Regions from separate parts of the Mus musculus genome. Here all the other regions are linked to region 3. Evidence: chromatin contacts called from public HiChIP or PLAC-seq and capture Hi-C data. All regions are on one chromosome and are shown on one strand. Each heading gives the region's core, a stretch centred on a gene start, on an enhancer-like site or on the middle of the called end of the contact. The rest is flanking DNA. Distances are from core to core; before and after follow the strand shown.

Region 1 (3,453 bases), core at 953-3,452, 770 kb after region 3:
CTGGCCTTGAACTCACTCTGTTGCTCTGTGATTGTAATTATACTGTCTCAGCTTCAGTAGCTATAATCACAGGCATGGGATACTGCCTGAGAGCCTACAGAGCTCCTCAGGCCCAATTCTCCTTGGGGCCTTGGAAACCGAGCTGTAGAAGTTAGTGTGTTAACATCTTCTATAATACCACAAAAATAAATGTTTCCACAATTAAGTAGTATATCTGCCCAAGGAGCCAGGAAGACTTTGGCAGGAGGTGGGTAGCTATTTATTCTTTTCTTTAACATATCCAGGTACCCGAGAATTGGAAAGACCCAGAGTTCTCTCATGCATCACAGCTCAAGAGTCCAAGTCAGGAGTGGATGCATGTGACAGGAAATGGTATTCCTCCAGGCACGAATTCCACCAATCCCAAGGCCTATGCATCCTGGGCCATTTCCTTTTGGCTTGTCCCCTGATTGCTACCGTGTGTCCCCCAGAGTTTGGTTCCTACCTATGGTGTCCACAATGAGATCCAGCTGTCCGTTGTACACGGTCACATTGACCCCAGCTGCCAGCAACTTATCCACAACGTCGATGGCAGGCTTCATGAAGTCCCCTTCCATGCTTAGGAAGACATAAGATGCCTGGGCTACAGAAGGTGAAGGAGAAAGAGGTAACACGTTGGAATTAAGAAATCTCTTTCTGCCCAAGCATTCTAAACTATGGTTCCTAAAAGTCCCTAGGTGTCAGGGGTGTGTGTGTGTGTGTGTGTGTATGTGTGTGTGTGTATGTGTGAGTTCTATGGCTTTGAACTGATTCAACCTCCAAATTCTGGAATCTGTATGTCCAAACCCTGAAGGTTCTTGTCCCCGATTGTTTTTTTATCAATCAATAAAGAACCAACAGCTACTGGCCACTTCCTAAATTGGGCCTGGGGTAGCAGGGGAAGGTTTAGGAGCCAGGAATACTGGAGGGAAATCTATGCTAGCTGGTCAGAGGAGTAGAACTGCCCAGCCTTTGAGCAAGTCAAGGCACATTAATATTGACTGGCTGGTGATCACGCATGAGTCTTTTATTTGAGAATCCAAATAGCTCTTGGGCAGGTACGCACATTCAACCAGCCAGGAGCCAAACAGGTGTAGCTAAACTCACCCCTACACCTAGGAAGCAATGCTGAGTGACAGGTGCTCCACAGAGGGACCAACTGGCCAGCAAGAAGGAAATAAAAATAGTGCACACTGTCCCTTTGCTTGGGAGCGCGTGCTGATGGTACGTGCCATGTGCAACGAGGAGCTAAAATCTGCAGAAGGAAACAGAGAGGCAGAGGCCCAGAAAGCTTTCAGCTGTTCCACTCGGAAATAAACTGCTTTGCACCAGAGTGCTAAGTGGTACCAAGGCCAGAAAACAAAACAAAACAACCCAGCAAGTATCTGGGATACACCATTGGGGAGGTGGCCAAGCCACCAGTTGGAAGAGTAGATTACGGGTTACCCCCCAGTAATTGTCAAAGCCAAGTAAAAATAACCATAGTTTGAGTCTCATTGATTTGTATGCTAGTCAGGGATATGCTTAAAGTATTGTAGACATTTTAAATCCTAATGTGGGGCTTTCTATCCCGTCTGTGACCATTTAGTTCCTGGATAAAAGACGCATATAGCTGGGCAGTGATGGCGCACACCTTTGATCCTAGCACTTGAGAGGCAAAGGCAGGCAGGTTTCTGAGTTTGAGGCCAGCCTGGTCTACAGAGTGAGTACCAGGACAGCCAGGGCTACACAGAGAAACTCTGTCTTGAAAAACAAAACAAAACAAAACAAAACAAGACACACACAACCTTTATATTTATAATAAGCCTCAATTAGCACAAGAGCTGGTCAAATATCTACCCTCTATGTTATTAGAATCTACTTCCCTATCGATAACCCCAAGTTATTTGTTACTATGTTTCATTGGGGCTGCTCTCCCTCAGGGCCACATTTTCATGACTCATTTAACCCATGGTGGCTTTTCCTCCACTTCTTTTACCTTTTGTGGTCTCCTTCAAATCCCCAGGCCCTGGAACCCTAAATCCCACCTACATCTCTTCTGCCCAGCTATTTATTGGCTGTCAACATCTTTATTTACCAATCAGAAATACCGTGGGGGCAAGGTCACATAGCATTAGGTCACCTAGGTCTACTTGCAAACTCTCTTCTCTCTGGCATCAGTACTAGCATTAGCATATAAACAGCATCAGGCCAGCCCACTACAATGCAGATTGTGATAGAGTAACCCACGACCCCCTAACGAAGTCAAGACAGAGGTCAAAACAAAGCCCTCAGCAGCTACACGGAAGAAAGGGGACTCCTTGACCCGGTAGTCCTGGGGTATCTTGGATGTAAACCAAACAAATGCTACCCTGCTTGTTCAAAGATCCCCAAGGGACTAAGTAGGAACTTATCCAAGGTTTCTGCTGGATTTGGCCTCCAAAGACCCAAGTATTTCCACATGGTGACCTTCAGAGCAAAACACACATGGCAAACCCTATCTAGCACCTTACATGTAACCATTTTTTTAGATCATAATTTTAAAACTTCTGTTTATTTACTGATAGGTGGGCAGGGGACAGATGCACGCCGTGGTGCACGCTGTGGCGCATGCATAGAGGCCAGAGGATGGATAACTTCAGAGAGTCAGTTCTCTCCTTCCAGCACGTGAGTCCCGGAGACTGAGCTTAGCTCATCAGGCCTGATGGCGAGCACCCTCAACCACTGGGCCCCATTGGGCCTCTCCCCGGCCCTTTATTATTATTTATTTATTTATTTTTGGTTTTTCGAGACAGGGTTTCTCTGTGTAGCCCTGGCTGTCCTGGACAACTCACTTTGTAGACCAGGCTGGCCTCGAACTCAGAAATTCACCTGCCTCTGCCTCCCAAGTGCTGGGGATTAAAGGCGTGCGCCACCATGCCCAGATTTTTTTTTTTTTTTTAAGAGACACTTTTTGCTAAATTGCCCAGACTGGCCTCAAACTTGTGACGCTCCTATCAGCCTCCTTGGTTCTGGGATTTCCAGCCATGTACTACCATGCCCTACTCTTTTGTTTAGTTTTTCTTTTCTTTTCTTTTTTTTTTATAAAGGGGATTTATTTATTTATTTATTTATTTATTTATTAATTATATGTAAGTACACTGTAGCTGTCTTCAGACACAGAAGAGGGCGTCAGATCTTGTTACTGATGGTTGTGAGCCACCATGTGGTTGCTGGGATTTGAACTCTAGACCTTCGGAAGAGCAGTCGGGTGCTCTTACCCACTGAGCCATCTCACCAGCCCTTGTTTAGTTTTTCGAGACAGGGTTTCTGTGTAGCCCTGGCTGTCCTGGAACTCACTTTGTAGACCAGGCTGGCCTTGAACTCAGAAATCCACCTGCCTCTGCCTCCCAAGTGCTGGGATTAAAGGTGAGCACCACCATGCCCAGCTCTACCATGCCCTACTCTTATTTTGTC
Region 2 (3,624 bases), core at 439-2,938, 660 kb after region 3:
CACCCGGTGTAGCAGCTTACAGAGGGGTGTGAATGCTCAGAGCCATGCCCTGGAGGAAGGCGTTGCAGGGTAGCATCCTGAGGAAGAGTGCACCCTGGAGAAGGGTCCTAGGAGACAGCCTGCGATGAGAACACAGGCCTCTGTGCCTTGACGGGAAGGAAAGGGAGAAGAGGAGGCTAGATAGATGCCAGGAGACTTCCGAGGGAGGGGAGATTGGTTGGTGGTTCCAGAAATGGGATAAAGGAGAGCTTCCTGGAACATCTCCCCTGGCAGAAAGGAGGCAGCCAGCTCCCAGGACCCGTGGTTGGGGCTATCGGAGGAGTGTGAACACTCTGAACGGCAGCGTTTGCTGGAGAGAGACCATGACAGACCACCCAACCTCCAGAGACCACGAGGAGGGACAACCGGGTCCCTGCTGCCACTGGTGGCCCGCCAGAGTGGACACAGTACATGTTTGTGGCTGGAAAGCCAAGTGACGGTACAGAAGCCTGGGAAGGGTCCAAGCAGGACACCAGGCTTCCATCCTTGGGTAACTTGTGCCCCTCAATGCTAGGTAAAAGCCCCCCAGGAAGAACCAGACCTTCGAAAACCTCTGATTCTTTTAGTTGTTTGGCAAAAGACATCTCCATGCTCTGTGGCCTCTTAATTTCGTAGATGGTGAAAGGCAGAGAATTAAAGAATCAATGGGCAATTAAGGAGGTACTGGCAGGTACTGGCCAAGAGCATATTATTTATTTATTCAGCCAGCCACACTCATTTTTAAAGAGCTAACTTCCATTTTGTTTCTGACACCAAAAATAAATCAAACTAAAAACTGTATACATCATAACTGAAAAAAAAATACATATTTGCATGGTATGTCGCCCCTGTGAAGCCTCAGCTGCGACCTGCAAAAGGAATTTTTGTGTAAAAAAAAAAAAAGAGAGAGAGAGATGAATTCATTCTGCACTGGCCTTCCCTGAGGGTACAGATAGGATCGAAAAGACAAAAATAAGGTTTTAATTCACTAGTGATTTTCCCACCCCGTCTCAAGCTTCTTTTTGATTCTTAGCATCCATTTTCCTGGGTCGTCTTGGGAGGGTTGCAAGATTTCAATCCATTAACACAGTAGTAGGTTGGTGAAATTTCAGAACAGGCTGAGATGAACAGCCACAATGAGGACACAGCTGCCCTGGGGCTCCCGGCAGAGAACTCAGCCTATGATTCAGCTCCTAGCCCATGATCTGGCGCCCTAAGGGAGGGGATCTCTTTGAAGAGCCCTCTTTTCTCTCCTCTACTTCCCCGACTTGGGAGAAATCCAGTCTTGCCCCCTAGTCCATATCAGCTCTCTGATTTTGGAGCAGCTCCTTGGCACTAAATATACCTGCACCATTGACTGTCTTCCACCCTCCCTCCCCTCCTCACCCCGCCCCGCCCCCCACGCACCTCCTCATTCCCTCCCCAGCAAGCGCTTTTGGCGTACTACAGGTATCTTCCCAAGCTACCCCAAGGTTGATTCTAGGACAGTGGCTCTCAAACTTAAGTCTGCATCTAAACTACGTGGACAAAGTGCTACACGGTTCTCGGTCAGTAAGTCTCGGGTATGAGCTGGGGATTTGCATTCCTGTTAAGTTTAATACTGAGACAAGTGCTTGGAGAACCTGTTTTCTGGGATGAGGCAAAGGGAGGGGATACCCGTAGTAGCTTGTGCTGTGGTGCCATCTAGTGGACATAGACCACAATAGCAGCAGTCTGCCCTGTGGAGTGCACAAGACTTCATTCCACTCCTTTAAACACTTCAAAAACCATTCTCTTTTACGACTCTACTTCTTAAGGTGGGCCTTTTACTGTTTAAATGCTCTCTTTCCACCCTCTGAATAAGACCATTACAAACTATGCCCTGCCGAATATGGATGAAATGAAACAGGAAACTGGGTGTTTTGAAACGAAACTGCACACCCTGATTTTGATAACTGTCCCCCAGATACATCTGACCTAAGGCACAACACTGCACACATGGCAGACAGCAGGCCATCACCCAGATCACACAATAATTAGCTCTAACCCCAAACCAGGACCCAAGGATTCCATGTTGTCTCAACCCAGGGGGAAGCACACCACTTTAGAAGTAACTGGACAACCCTGAGGACGTGGCTGTTGGGGAGAACTTATCAGAGCACACTCGGAACCCTAGGTTCTCTCTCCAGCATGACCTGAACTGGATATAGTGGTCACACCTGTAATCCCAGCCTGGCAGTTGGGAGATCGAAATGGGAAGGTTGAAAGCTCAAAGTCAACCAGGGGGTGCTGACGGACAACTTTAATTCCAGCACCAGGGGAGCAGAGGCAGGTGGACCTCTGTGAGTTTGAGGCTAGCCTGGTCTACAGAGCAAGTTCCAGGATACACAGAAAAACCTTGTCTCAAAAAAAAAAAAAAAAAAAAAAAAAAAAAAAGAGGGATGATGGAGAAGGAAGAGAAGGAAGGGAAGAAGAAAGCTGTTTACGGTTATTCTTCTATTTTAAAACTCAGAGAAAAAGGAAAAGACAGGGTCACAAGTTCAAGGCCTGCCTCAGCTACCTGGACTATGGCTTGAGTTTAAGGCCAGCTTGGAAAACTGTCTCAAAATAAAAATGTAAAAAGGGCTGGCGATGTAGCCTAGCGATAGAACACGCGTGAAGGCCTGTATTTGCCCCACCCCAGGATTGAAAAAAAAATGTAGGTTTCAAAGTCCCATTCTTAAGAATCTCTGGTTCAGTGGGCCTGGGCCCAGCCACTTGCAAGCATTATAAATAAATTGTAGCAAACGCTTGAGCCTCTACTGTGAGACAGCCTGCAGGGCGGTGACCTCAGAACCCTGTTCCCTACCTAGCACTATCCAACAGAAACAATCTGAGCCATACTCAGACTCGTGACAATGCATGCTCATTAGCCTCCCGTTAAACATCAAAGGGGCGGGGCTGCAGAGGTGCCACAGTGGTTCAAAGCATCACTGGCCGTTCTCCCAAGGGGTCCAGGTTTGAGTTCCCAGAACGTACATGGCAGCTGCCAAGCATCTGGAACCCAGTTCCAGGGGTCCTGACTCCCTCTTCTGACTTCTTCAAGCACCAGGCAGGCACGAGATACACAGATTATGCTCGCAGGCAAAATAAAATACCCATCTACATAAATGATCACTTTTGTGGCAAAGGAGGAGCCAGGAATGTGGTTTGGTTAGTAGAGAACTTGCCTACCATGGAAGAAGACCTAAATTTGGCCCGTGGCCCTGTGTAGCTGGGCATGGTGGTAAATGGCTGTGCTCTGAGCACTTGTGAAGATGGAAAGATCAGAAGTCCAAGATCACCACTGACATGGGGAACTCAAAGCCAGCAGCATAGGCTACATGAGATCTGATATTGGAAACTAAACTAGACTGAACAGGGCACAGGGGAACTCTGGGACCCAAGATCCATCCTATGCTCACCTTTTGAAGGTCATCTGGGATATGTGCATATTTGAGAAGGCATCACATTCTACTCTCCAGACTCCCTTGCACTTATTATGATCTAAAGGTAACAATGGGGAGGTAATATCCTAAAGGTAATAGTGCATATGAGTGCTGTGTCCTCCGGGGCCAGAGACGTCAGATCCCCTGGAACTGACTTCCA
Region 3 (3,726 bases), core at 762-3,261:
TTCAGTGCTGCCCCCAGTCTGGCGATCTTTGCCGTGTGCTCCTTCTCTGTCCGTTCTGTGGTCTGTGCCAGGGAACAGAGTGGCTCTCCAGCCTGACGGATGCTGTGTTGAATCTGGAATCAGACAGCTTGGGTTCAGATTTCAGCTTGGCCACTTAGCCATGTGACCTTGAGCAAGTGTTTCACTCTCTGTAGCTCACTTTTCCGTCTATACCGTTGGAGAGGGTGGGGGAGCATTTACTGCATAGGACTGCAGAAAGCATAAAGAACATTGATACACGTGAGGCCCTTTGCCACGGTGCCTGGTGAGGAGAGAGGCTCAGGCGGTGGGCATCAGTCATCGTGGCTACGATGCCGTTATCATTTGTTGGAGACAGGGGTCTCACTATGTAGCCCTGGCTGGCCTGCAACTCACTATGTAGGTCAGGCTGGCCTTGAACTCACAGAGGTCTGCCTGATTCAACCTCAGGTGCTGGGATTGCAGGGTGTGAACTATGACACCTGGCCTTAAAAATAATAGTATCTGTTATTACATTGAATTTATTTGTACTGTATGTATGTGTGCTTAAGCTCACTCAAGCACACATATGAAGGTCAGAGGACAACCTGCAGAAATGAGTTCACTTCTACCATGTGGATCCTGGAGGTGGGACTCAGGATGTTAGAGGTGGTGGCAGGTGCCTATACCCACTGAGCTACCTCACTGGCCTTATTTATTTATTTATGAGACAGGATTTTACTATATAGACCAGGGTGGCCTTGAACTCACAAAGATCCTCCTGCCTTTGTACCTTTGTGCAAGGAATAAAGGCACGCACCCACCCCACACACATACTTTAGTTTTCTGTTTTGATCCTGGGTTCTCCCAGTATCAGCCCATTTAGCATTCATCCTGTGCTTACAGGTATGAGCCACCACCCATGAGCTTAACACAGGAGCTGGTTGTGTTATGAATGTCTGCAGAGCTTCATCAAAGTTGGAAGAGGGACTGGACTCCTCAGGGCTCCTTTTATGGCTGCTAAGTGTCAGGGCAGGGATGAAGGATGGTGCCCAAGGGCTGGCTGAGGATCTAGGGCCAGATCTGCCCGTGGGGGAGGGATCTTAACTTCCTTTGGAGTCCTTTGCCCTGGTGCCTCACCCTCAGACACATGTGGCTACAGACTCGGTCACTTGTGTTGATGCAGGAGAAGGAAGAGTCAGGCAAGGTTCTCCTCACGAAGCAGCGCAGATCCACTTAGATAGAAGGAGGGGTTACAGAGGCGTTGTGCCATGCGCTAGTCCTGGGTATGGCCTAACCTCTCACCCTGCTAGCTCTCCAGACTGGAAACCATGTCTCCTCCTAGCAGAGAGTTTGGGCGTCTTTTTTTTTTTCTTCTTTAAATTTATTTTTCTTTATGTGTATGTGTGTGCACCTCTGTGTATACCATGTTTATGCAGGTGCTCACAGAGACCAGACGAAGATTTTGGATCCCTTGAACTGGAGTTTCAAGTGGTTGTGAGCCAGCTAATGGATGCTGGGGACTGAACTCTGGTCCTCTACAAGAGCAGCAAACTCACTTAACTGCCTAGCCATCTCTACAGGACACACCCCGCCCCCTTTACTCCCCACTCCCCCGCCCCTTTCTCCTTATCCCCTCCAGCACTTTCAAAAAAAAAATCCTCGTGAAAAAGAGATGACTAACAGAGGTAAGGGACCAACCCAGGTCACACAACAGGGCGTGGCAACAGTGTTTTTCCCTCGGGTTTCCCTCCTCCCGCCATGTCCAACCTGGCCTCTTGCTCTGGTTGCTGCGCCAGGGTTAGAGAATGGGCACAGGTGTAGCTGCCCTGCAGTTCTGGGGGCTCTGGGAATGAGGCAGGCTTTGTTGTCGTCCGAGCAGCTGTGACCGTTGGGGCTGAGTATCCATTAAGCCGTTTCCGAGCCCTGGGCGGGAGCAGGAGGCTCGGCATTTAAAGGTCACCCGGCTTTTGAAGCTACAGCGACATTAATAGCTTGTGAAGAAAACAAGCCTGTGCAGGGGCCGGAGGACAAGGCGGCTCTGTCAGCGCTGCCCCTCCTCCCCAGGGTGCTTGGCCACACACATGCCGGCTCGGGCGCGGGCGCGCGCGCGCGCGCGCGCGCGCACACACACACACACACACACACACACACACACACACACACACACACACACACACACACACACACACACACACACACACACACACACACACAGACCGTAGCTTCTACCTCTTGCTCATCCACCTCTCCCTCCTCCCTTTTCGAGCCTCTTCAGTTCTGATGCCTTAGAACTCGGCAGACTGCCCTGCACCCACCCCCACGGTGTCCGAGGTGACAATTGTATGAGGAGGCGGCTGCCGAGCCCAGCAGCTTCTCTGTTCACACCGCGTCACCCACTTAAGGTTTCCCTGGGACTTAGCCACATGACCTCATTCTGACCCCTCTGGCCCTGGTATCATGGAGTCTTGCTGAAGCAGTCAGCCTGGGCCCCCCTTCTCTTCCCAGATGGGTAGGGTACAGATGTCACCCTTCAGGTCTGATAGCTTGTCTCGAGGCTCTGCCGCAGCACTGGCTGCCCAGGATTCCCAGTCCGGGTAGGCACTGGAGGATAAAATGCCTTGGGTGGATTAATTCCATCTCCTGAGGAGAGAGCACAGAAAGTGGTGTCTTGACTGCAACCCCAACCCCCACCCCCACCCCTTTCTGAGATGCCTGTGCTATCCAGTGGCTCTTCTGTCCTCCCGTCAGTCCCAAGGGTGGGGGATGGGGCACAACAAGGTTCTGGGAGGGCAGCTGCGGTTAGCCCTTTCCCAGGAGCCGCTGTGGCCTGGGCCCTGGGACACCACCTAGTGGCCTGGTCTGTTGGTGTCACTGGGCTATGCATGGTTCTTAGGCAAGAAATGAGTCCCTTAAGACTATTGCAGGTGGACCAGATGTTCCAAACGCTCCTCATCCACTGACAGAGAGGAAGTCTGGGGTAGGTGGAGATGAGAGAGGGAGAGGGAGAGGGAGAGGGAGAGGGAGAGGGAGAGGGAGAGGGAGAGGGAGAGGGAGAGGGAGGGAGAGAGGGAGAGAGGGAGAGGGAGAGGGAGAGGGAGAGGGAGAGGGAGGGAGAGAGGGAGAGAGGGAGAGGGAGAGGGAGAGGGAGAGGGAGAGGGAGAGGGAGAGGGAGAGGGAGAGGGAGGGAGAGAGGGAGAGAGGGAGAGGGAGAGGGAGAGGGAGAGGGAGAGGGAGAGGGAGAGGGAGAGGGAGAGGGAGAGGGAGAGGGAGAGGGAGAGAGAGGGAGAGAGGGGGAGAGGGAGAGGGAGAGGGAGAGAGTAAGTGCTGGCCCACAGCTTCATACCTCCTTCTGGGGTCTCAAGTTCTAGGTTGACCCTGTTCTAGCTTGGGGAAAAATACAGTCAAATTGGCAGTGGGAGAGGCACTGTCTCCTGACCCCTGGGGCTGATTGTGTAGCCGTCAGAATTGTGTGCAGGGAGAGAAGGCCCTGATGACAGTCAGAGAGAGCTTGTGGGATCCAAACGGCTGCTGGGCTTTGGACACCCATAGTTGGTTACTGTGTTACCCCACCGGTTGCTTCTCTGCTCGTCCACTTAGTTAGCACAGGCTGACTGTACTGGGTGCTTTGTGGACACTGGGAGCTCCACACTGGATGTGGCAAATCTGCCCTAAAAAATGCTGATCTAGTGTAGAAGATGGTCACTGGCAAGTGCACTGTATATGATG

What was found. HiChIP or PLAC-seq counts read pairs in DNA pulled down with a chosen protein or histone mark. Capture Hi-C pulls out chosen DNA fragments and counts their contacts.
Region 1: a capture Hi-C map of embryonic stem cells shows a contact between it and region 3, with 2.9 times the contacts expected there. The contact joins two enhancer-like sites. A contact is called at or near these places in 1 of 115 datasets of contacts at active chromatin or transcription factors (embryonic stem cells) and 1 of 9 other capture datasets (embryonic stem cells).
Region 2: a contact with region 3 is called in a FOXA1 HiChIP or PLAC-seq map of pancreatic cancer cells. The contact joins two enhancer-like sites. A contact is called at or near these places in 1 of 15 datasets of contacts at CTCF or cohesin (large pre-B cells), 7 of 115 datasets of contacts at active chromatin or transcription factors (embryonic basal ganglia, embryonic forebrain, embryonic stem cells and 2 more) and 1 of 9 other capture datasets (embryonic stem cells).

What each region holds. Positions count from the first base shown.
Region 1 is chr11:88,929,724-88,933,176 of GRCm38.p6, forward strand. Scpep1 (serine carboxypeptidase 1) reads right to left here. Exons shown (of 13, transcript NM_029023.3): 11 at 485-622. It overlaps Scpep1os (serine carboxypeptidase 1, opposite strand), which reads left to right. Exons shown (of 5, transcript NR_045955.1): 4 at 2,565-2,664. Among named protein-coding and RNA genes, the nearest start is that of Scpep1, 24 kb to the right of the region's middle. Within about 2 kb of position 2,203, at least 12 of the 459 cell types and tissues checked have an H3K27ac peak or open chromatin away from gene starts, as enhancers often do. A contact at or near this core is called in embryonic stem cells, where this site is marked.
Region 2 is chr11:88,821,538-88,825,161 of GRCm38.p6, forward strand. No RefSeq gene overlaps it. Among named protein-coding and RNA genes, the nearest start is that of 4930556N13Rik, 28 kb to the right of the region's middle. Within about 2 kb of position 1,689, at least 31 of the 459 cell types and tissues checked have an H3K27ac peak or open chromatin away from gene starts, as enhancers often do. A contact at or near this core is called in pancreatic cancer cells, where this site is marked.
Region 3 is chr11:88,159,445-88,163,170 of GRCm38.p6, forward strand. All of the region lies in intron 1 of Cuedc1 (CUE domain containing 1), which reads left to right. Among named protein-coding and RNA genes, the nearest start is that of Mrps23, 43 kb to the right of the region's middle. Within about 2 kb of position 2,012, at least 256 of the 459 cell types and tissues checked have an H3K27ac peak or open chromatin away from gene starts, as enhancers often do. A contact at or near this core is called in embryonic stem cells and pancreatic cancer cells, where this site is marked.